Linked DNA regions of Mus musculus: region 1 is linked to region 2. A link is a contact called in public HiChIP or PLAC-seq data. All regions are on one chromosome and are shown on one strand. Each heading gives the region's core, a stretch centred on a gene start, on an enhancer-like site or on the middle of the called end of the contact. The rest is flanking DNA. Distances are from core to core; before and after follow the strand shown. Region 1 overlaps Ppp3ca (protein phosphatase 3, catalytic subunit, alpha isoform). Region 2 overlaps Ppp3ca (protein phosphatase 3, catalytic subunit, alpha isoform).

What was found. HiChIP or PLAC-seq counts read pairs in DNA pulled down with a chosen protein or histone mark.
Region 1: a BATF HiChIP or PLAC-seq map of CD8 T cells shows a contact between it and region 2, with 23 read pairs. The contact joins two enhancer-like sites. A contact is called at or near these places in 20 of 484 Hi-C or Micro-C datasets (B cells, the G1E-ER4 cell line, the N1E-115 cell line and 13 more) and 9 of 115 datasets of contacts at active chromatin or transcription factors (CD8 T cells, the HPC-7 cell line, the SCID.adh cell line and 6 more).

The regions. Positions count from the first base shown.
Region 1 is chr3:136,739,750-136,744,219 of GRCm38.p6, reverse strand. All of the region lies in intron 1 of Ppp3ca (protein phosphatase 3, catalytic subunit, alpha isoform), which reads right to left. Among named protein-coding and RNA genes, the nearest start is that of Ppp3ca, 72 kb to the right of the region's middle. Within about 2 kb of position 1,264, at least 64 of the 459 cell types and tissues checked have an H3K27ac peak or open chromatin away from gene starts, as enhancers often do. A contact at or near this core is called in CD8 T cells, the G1E-ER4 cell line, the HPC-7 cell line and 6 more, where this site is marked.
Region 2 is chr3:136,696,089-136,700,813 of GRCm38.p6, reverse strand. All of the region lies in intron 1 of Ppp3ca (protein phosphatase 3, catalytic subunit, alpha isoform), which reads right to left. Among named protein-coding and RNA genes, the nearest start is that of Ppp3ca, 28 kb to the right of the region's middle. Within about 2 kb of position 2,798, at least 71 of the 459 cell types and tissues checked have an H3K27ac peak or open chromatin away from gene starts, as enhancers often do. A contact at or near this core is called in CD8 T cells, the G1E-ER4 cell line, the HPC-7 cell line and 6 more, where this site is marked.

The DNA.
Region 1 (4,470 bases), core at 15-2,514, 45 kb before region 2:
CTTCACAATGAAAGAAACAAAACTTGTGTAAGTTTAATGTTGTCAGGGTCACCTAAAAAATATGTGGTGAGATCTGACTGGATCTGCTGAGGGTGATGGGTCCGCCATTGCCCTCTCCGGGGCACCCCTGAAGAGTCCTTTATCTACGTGAGAATCACAATTTCTGCACCTTAAGAAGAGCTCCCAAGACACTTTTCTGCTACCATTGACTCCGGATTTATTCTGTTTTCGTTGTCTTGCTTATTCCTTCATGAACATAGACTGAAAGGATGACTAAAGGAGAAAGGTATCCCAGAGGTCCCAAGGAAAAGCATTAAAGAAGCAGGTTGTTTCTTCCTAGGTTGAGAAGTTGAGATCTCCCTCTGGCCACTATGACACTTTTTACAAAGTTCTGTATTAGTGATAGAACCCCAAATGCCTCTATCATCTCATTTTACCTCTTCGAAGCTGTTATCAGATTGCAAAAAGGCCCAAAGATATTCATTGTTTGTGAATTATATCAATACTACCTAGATTACAGAAACCAGAGACAACTGACTAAATATAACATTTATATTTAAGACAGTGATGCTACGATTACAGGGGTTGCAACATATAAAATACTTGGACTGCATCTGGCATGCAGCCTGCTCTGTTAAGTACCACTTGATTTTAGTGTGATGGATGCCTTAGCTATCCATCAATGTGATGTACAGAGCCTTCACACACACACACACACACACACACACACACATGCATACACACAAACACACAAATACAGATAATACTAATTAGTGTAAATTACTCAGAATGTTGCCTCATATGTAACCAAAAATGTTAATGTTGGTTAACTCTCTTCCCAAGTAGAATCAGAAAAATACCGTCTGAGTGAGCAGTTTCCTTAGCTAGACTTGGACAGGCATGGTACAACTTTAACAAAACAACAGCAAAAATGACTTATGTACTTCTCTTTTTGAGGAGTTTTTATCCTCACCTCATCTGTTCCCACCCATCCCTCACCTCTTCCCCAAAGCCTGGAAGAATGGCTCAGCTTGGCTCTAGTCAACCTTTACAGTGAGATCATCTTATGTTCTTGAACTTAACTCTGAGACATGAAACCTCATTGGGAAGAAAACAGACAAACGGTCAGTTCTCAAAATCTAACTCTTCACGCCCTAAATAAGAATTCTCACACAAGCATCGCTAGTCATACAGGAAAGCCTAGCATGCAAAAGCCACACTGGTTTCTGGGTTTGAGTCGTTGATTGCATCCAGATAACAGGTAGGCCCTCTTCATCTTTGCCCTGGGATTCCCCATTTACCAAAAACAGGAACTTAGAGGCTTGCTTCAGTTTATGCTTAAGTGTTTTTAATACTCTAAACACTTCCTTCTCCCCACAGAGGAAAACAACATTATCTTTGTCTACCCCCCCCACACACACACACACACACATACCACATCACTTCGCCCAACCACCCTATAGGCCGACTGTTCCCTCTCACATGTCTTTGAGATAACACAGTTTTGAAAACTGGGCAAAGCACAGGTCATGAAGCTGAGTGGAATGGAGCCTGAATTTTGGCAGTTTTCTTCTCATTTCCGGGATTTTCACCTCCTCTCCACTTGAGGGGCCAACAATCATTCATTTAACAACGGTCTACAATAAGGTGACCAGGCTCTCCAGGAAGATCAGGAAATTCTAGCTGCTTCAGGGTCCTGCATGCAAAGGGGAGTCCGCATAGTGGGAACCACTTGTGCACAGCTCAAGTTATACCGGGAATACCAAGAATGTTCTAACAGAAAAGCTAAACTGTGAGGTATTTTAGTCCTAGCTTAGCAAGTGTGGTGCTGGAATGCATGTGATAAGGCTCAGTGCTATCTGGTTAGAATTATAAAGCACATTATTATTTTATAGGATTTATCCACAGTGCTCCACTGAAATGATTATACTCGGAAAAATAGAAAAATTCTGAATGATATTTTAGATTTCCTAGGTTAAAGAAAGAAAGAGGGGGAGGGAGGGGAGCAAGGAGAGAAGGAGGGAGGGAGGGAGGGAGGGAGGGAGGGAGGGAGGGAGGGAGGGAGGGAAAGAAGGAAGGAAGGAAGGAAGGAAGGAAGGAAGGAAGGAAGGAAGGAAGGAAGGAAGGGGAAAAGGAAAAGGAAAGGGAAAGAAAAGGAAAGGAAAAAGGTCTTCCTTAACAGATGATGGTCTGTGGTCAGAGCAATGACATGCAAGTTAAAAGGAGCTGGCATGTCTCTCATGCCTACTTTCCTCGAACCGGCCCATTCTGCATACACAGCTACTGTGTCAGCCACAATCCCCTGTGACTGCGTGCCCCACCCCCACCTCTTTCAAAAGTGTGTCCTTGCAATGTCCTAAGTGCCTGAGGAGACAGAGCAGGAGAAATGTCCTGAGCATTCCGGTTCCAGACACTCTTGCCATTCCAGGCAGAGGCTGCTCTCTTCAGCCTGTGTGCATTTCCGCCAGCCAGCCAGTTCAAGAGGCTTTACAGTGGGTCTCTTTTCTTAATGTCTCAGCAGCAGCTGCTGGCCAGAGCACATGACAGTGCAGCAAAGGTGCACGCTGTGGGTCTAACACAGACCTGGACAGCCACAGTGAAGAATGTGACAATGTCTCTGATTCAACTTCCCCTTGATACAGTTCTCTGGTGTCAATAGTGCCCGTGTCTGTCTGTCTGTCCAACCTACTAGAATGGAAGTAATTTTAAACTTCCGCAGCATCCTGACTTCCGTTCTAGACGTCCAGAAGAGTTCACAATCCAATCAAAAGAGAACGTCTAAATCCTTACATGAAATTTAAATGTCCTGATAAAATCATTCCTCAAAACAGCCTATCTGATTTCTCAGGAAAGCTTTTCCTTTCCCGACACCATTCTAAAGTGTCTGGGAATGCAGATGCTGATCTTCCGTGCCTGAAAAACGGTGTCATCTAAATGCACCCTCGTCTAAGAAGGTCTTTCATCCATCGAGAAGCGATGTCAGCCTCAGGCCCTGCGAGTTGAGTTCGTAACTGAAGACAGGAGGCAAACAGAGCCCTTTGCTGTTCTCTCCACTATGTTTAAGTCCATTTAATTAAGTCCACTGTCCTAGAGAATAGGTGAGATCTTAAGACAAACGAGAGTGATAGAGGGAGGGATGGAGGGAGGGAGGGATCCATGGAAGGATGGAGCGATGGAGGAAGTAGGAGAGGGTGTGGGGGAGTGGGGAGAAGGTGGTTAGTAGTAGCTAACCTTTCTCAGAAGTAACTAAAGGCAACTAAACGAGAAGAATATGTTGAGTAAGCATGGGAATGTCATCCACTTTGACTGAGTTCTTGCTGGACTTTAGTCTCTTAACTAAGCACGTGCTATGCACTGTTTAACTTAACGTTCACCAAGCTGTATGAGGTAAGCGCTGCTGAGTACCTCCATCTTGGAGATACTAAACCTGGCTTCTGGAAAGCTAAGTCACAGAGACAGATCCAGTGGCAGTCTAAGCACTTCCAGCATTTGGGGTGTAGGCCTGACTCAACCCCTTCAACACTTTAGTCACCTCACAGTGAGGGGGCCTTAGGAAAGCGGCTGAAGACTGGTGTAGCAGCGTACCTATTACATATCTAGATGGGACACCGCAGAAGCAAATCCTTAACCCTAAAGCTACAGAAAGAACTCACTCTTTAGGATGTAGAGACATTCTACATGTTACGATGCAGTGTTGATTTTCCTCATGGATTACACCTGATTCAGATTCTAAAATCCATGGCCCGAATAGCTTCACACTCCCAAAGGATCTGGAGTCACCATAGTCATTGAGTTTTAACACATAAATTGGGAAGGGGGGGTGGGGGCAGACTGCACAAATGTCCCGGCAGGTAAAGGCACTTGCCACCAAGCATGATGACATGAGTTCAATCCCCAGAACCTGCAAGGTCGAGACAGCCTCATTCTGCAAGCTATCCTGTGGCCTCTACATCACTTGCAGTCACATAAAGCAAAATGTATAAATGGCTGTAATCGTTTTTTTTTTTTTTAACATGTTCAGATCATTGAGTTTTTCAAATGTATCGGGATCCTATTGAGAAGCGCTGGGCCAGAGAATCACAGAGCAGTGTAGTAACTCAGAAATTCATTTGTGTGAAATTCCAAACAATTAGGAAATCACTTACCTCACGTTTTTATCACCTGAAAATTACAAATATTCTATATATGTTATTACCTGACACCACACACACACACACACACACAAACACACACAAACACATCTATCAAAATAAAGAATCAAGCACATGTTTATTCTCTTCAGAATTGTTTAACTTAATTCTTCTGACTACTTAAACCTGCCTATGGGAGTAAAGTATGAACTATTTTATACAATGATTAACCTTCCTACATGATAGAGACAACAATACCTCCTAATATAATTTCCTAAGAATTATTCGGTGAGTTAAATAATGACAAGGAGCCAGAATAAACGGAAATGTGATGGTTAGC
Region 2 (4,725 bases), core at 1,549-4,048:
ACTAAGTAAACACCTCTAGAAGAACGATCTATTATTAGCAAAATGCTAATCTGTTAGGAGCAAAATCAGAAGTCCTCCGCGTTGCCTGGGTGCGTTAAGACATTAGCAAACATCTTGTGAGTGGCTCTAATGAGAAAAGAGGGTCAGATAACACGATACCAACCCAGCTGACAAACGAGTGTGTGAGAATGAGGGCAGAGCCTGGTCCCAACCATTGTCTTCTGTGAACACTGCATCTGGGTGGGACACTAGGGTGAGGGTGCCAGAGAAACACTAGTTAGAGACCTGGATTCACTGGGAGAGAAAGCAGAACATATCTGTACTTTTAGATGTATTAAATGCCCAAGAATGCATCCTCGATTCTATATGCAAAACTGTGACGCAATCCAGAAAGTGAAGGTAATCAGACATTTGCCAGAGTCTGTGATCTTCAACACTAATTTTGGCAGAGATTAGCGTTGACATTTCAACACATGTTGATTTTCAAGAATAAGATCTTAAAGGGGATTTCTTATTTATCACATTTTAATTAAGTACATATTACCAGACAAGTTACCAAACAATTTAATTTTCACAATAATCCATGCTGTTGGCTGTCCTATAAAGTACAGTGGCGTTGCAACACCTCTCATCATGCATTATTGAAAATGACTTAATGACACACATCTAAAAATATATGTCAAAAGAGCAGAAGGGCACGGGAGAGAAGGCTTAGTTAGCACTGTGTTTGCCTTGAACCCAAAACTCCAGAACCCAAACAAGAAGGAGGGGTGTGACAGCATGTGACTATAGTCACAGCTCTGGGGGAGGGGGGTGGCAGAGACAGGTGGCAGAGACAGGTGGCAGAGACAGGTGGCAGAGACAGGTGGGCAGAGACAGGTGGCAGAGACAGGTGGGCAGAGACAGGTGGGCAGAGACAGGTGGGCAGAGACAGGTGGGCAGAGACAGGTGGCAGAGACAGGTGGGCAGAGACAGGTGGCAGAGACAGGTGGCAGAGACAGGTGGCAGAGACAGGTGGGCCTAGGGTTGCTGGGCAGACTTGTCTGCTTCTTGGTTTCTGGCCAGTAAGAGCCCCTCACTTAGAGAGAGAGAGAGAGAGAGAGAGAGAGAGAGAGAGAGAGAGAGAGAGAGAGAGTGTGTGTGTGTGAAACCTGAAGCATGACACCTTAGGGTATCCTCTGACCTGCACAGGCAGCCACAGACTCCAGAGAATATAAACACTTTCACTTGATTTTTCTCTTTCTTTCTTTCTTTCTTTCTTTCTTTCTTTCTTTCTTTCTTTCTTCCTTCCTTTCTTTCTTTTTTTTGTTTTTTTGTTTGTTTGTTTGTTTGTTTTTTTTTCGAGACAGGGTTTCTCTGTGTAGCCCTGGCTATCCTGGAACTCACTTTGTAGACCAGGCTGGCCTCGAACTCATTAATCCGCCTGCCTCTGCCTCCCATAGTACTAGAATTAAAGGCGTGTGCCACCACGCCCAACTCACTTGATATTTTCACTTGAGCCACACACACATACACACGCACACGCACACACACACAAATGGAAAACCTAACACTAACTTTCAACCCATTCCTATTACTGAAAACCTCCATGCCTTGAAACCACACCTTTAGCAACGTTGACTAGTCCCTCCTTCCATAAGAAGTGCTGCACATGGCACAATGGACCTTATTTGCACTTTTCCAAAGCCTGGCTAGAAACCGCTGGTTCTTGATTCTTGTTCTCAAGTTTAACAGCTCCATTTATGAAGGCAAAACCCGAGTCCATTAAATAGCTATTGCCTCTATGTAAGATCCTGAAACTAGCCTTAAAACATAAAGATGCAGTGCTAAGAACACAGTACTCAAGCCCCATGAATTCCTTCAAGCACAGGGCTGTATTCTCTTGCTTTCTGGCATGACTATTCCAGAAGTGATCTCTTCAGTTTGCCTACAGATTCACCATATCTGTGTCTCTAACATGTTTTGTCTCCTGGAGACTTTATTTCTTCTATGCAAGGACATCATTTGACAGGAACTCCTAAGGCTTGAAGAAAAATAAAACAAGGGAAATAATTAAATTGGTTAGTTCACTGGACATGCCTTTAACTCCAATACTCAGGGGGGATAAACAGAGACGAAAGAGTTCAATTGACAGCCTTGGGTACATAAGAGCCATGCCTGAACAAACACACAAGTAAATGCGTAACAATAATAAATAAATAAGCAAATAAATAAATAAATAGGTGGACAACAAATGTAAATTTGAGCTCTGCTCCGTAATTGTGCCAAATCTTGCAAATCTTTGCAGTTGTGCCTTAGCACTCAAGGTGGACTTGTTCCCAGATCTTGAAGACACCAAGCTCTGCAGGCGTTCACCTTCTTTATATATAAAAAAAATGGGCTGGTGTTTCTATGTAACCTGTGCATATCCTTCCATACAGTCTGAGTCATCTGTAGATTATTTGAAAGGAATACAATGCAAACACTGAATCATTAAAGCTTATTGTTTAAAGAACAATTACAAAATGGGGGCCGGAAGGAGTGGGGGGACCCAAGCTTATACCTATGGCATGTTTGTGGCCCAAAATTCACACTGAAACCCAAGTGTTAAAATGATAGCAAAAGAGGTGTGACCTTAGGAAGATGAGCAGTTCATGAGGACAGAACCGTTGTGACTAGAATTAGTTTTCTTACATACACAGCCCACTGAGCTACCAAACCCATGCAATAGTCAGTTACAGTGAGACATCTCTATGTACAGGGGCCCTTCCCGATACCTCAACCATGCTGGCACAGTGATCACAGACTTCCTGCTTGCAGGGAGGCAGGCAAGCCATTTCTGTTGTGCCCAGATCACAGTTTAAGATGCCTGATTAGAGCAGATTAAGGCACACTGTAACTGGTTTTGCAGAACAGGAAACTGTGACTAAAGAAGGTTAAATAATTTCCTGAGAATGTGCAGTAAGTAGGAGTCAAAGTCACAGCCATGCCCTTTCTCCTCTGGGTATCTTGCCAGGTCTCTTTATCCACTGACATTTCCATGAGACAATCAATGTCACTCATTAGGCGTAACACTGGGCTTGGGGGAGTGAATTACACAACCATGAGAGTGTTCACTGGCCTTTTTGTACAGGAAAGGAACTATATCTCTTAGAATAACAATATCTTAAATTAAGACAAAAGTTTATCTTACACAGAGACTAGGTTAAAGTAAGTAACTACCTTTACCAGGGTAAGACCACAAAATCATTATCACATTTCCTTTTGCCTCATCACCTTATATTACCTGATCACTTTATATTCTCTAGGATGGGACTCTTATTAGTGTGGTCCAAATGATTTCCAGAGCCTCAGCCATCACCTCTATGTTCCATGAGCCAGAAAAGCAATCAGGAAAAGAAATATAGCACCTCTTCCTTATATGGATATATTCTATATGTAACCGTCAACACTCTCATCACCTTACACTAGATAGACTTCACCTCCAGGACTCAGCTGACTACACGGCAGACTTGGAAATGTGTGGTGCCTTCTGGCTGGCGGGAGTGGGGGGTAGGGAAGTGCTAGATCAAATTCAATTCTAGTATTATTATTCCAGAATAAAAGAATGGATACTTAAAGGTAATATCATAGATCTGCATAGGAATTTGCTTGTATTTCCTAATTTATTTCATAATATTTTCGATCTTTCAAACAAGTTTGAGGTAAATAGGATAGAGTCAAGGTAAATTTTTAGGAAGAATATATTACATTTTTCTCATTATAAGAAAAATCAAAATGGCTGATGCAATTTTCCATTTGGGAGCGTTGTTTCCAATGTGTATTATGAAGAACTAATGTTTACTAAATGAAATTAGCAGCCTTACTCCAGAGTCTGCTCACAGGAGACTCCATTACATGATCACTACGGTAAATTTCTACCAATGATAATGTACTTGAGTCTAACAGGTATTTGTTAGCCAAGCTTTGGGAAGATCAAGCGTAAATGTCAAAGTAGAGAACACAAGAAAAAAAAAAAAAAAAAAAAAAACAAAATTGTCAAGAAATTAGGCATGAATGCTGCTTCAGCTACCAAAGCAATCTGGACCTCTGTACATATGAATGTCCCCAGATGCTCGCAAGCATGCCCCAGTTAAATCATCATGACAAGACAGTAACAGATTGGTGCATCTATAGCCTGGGCATGGGCAGGCATCCTTGGACCCTGCTGCTGCCTACAAGTCTGGCTTGTTCCCTGGCAAGTCAGTTTGCAATGATAATGCAGAAGAAAAAAGTGAGATCAACAAAGTAGCCACCCAAACATGCAGGTTTCTTAAAAGTGTTGGAAGAAGTTTGGGGTGGGAGTCCATACAACCCTGGAAATGCCCTGAAAATTCTCTATTTTTCCCTCCTGTCCATGCCCCCATGATGTTCACCCCATCTTCCTTCTCCAACACCTCTCGTTCAAAACCATTTCCAATTTCCCAAAACCTTCTCAACTGTTCATCTCAATGCATTCCATTTGACAAATAACCTAAAACCAAAACAATTGTTCCTTAAACTCTGCACTGGGGTTCCTGTATGCAGTCAGCAGAGGTATGCTGGAGATTGTATCTAATGCTTTGATTCAATCAGGAATCTGTATGTCCAAACACTAAAGGTCCTTGTCCCCATTTGGTTTTTGATTGATGAATAAAGATGCCACCAGCCGATGACTAGACAAAGGGAGACAGGGCAGGACCCTTAGAGTCGCATAGGCTAGGACTC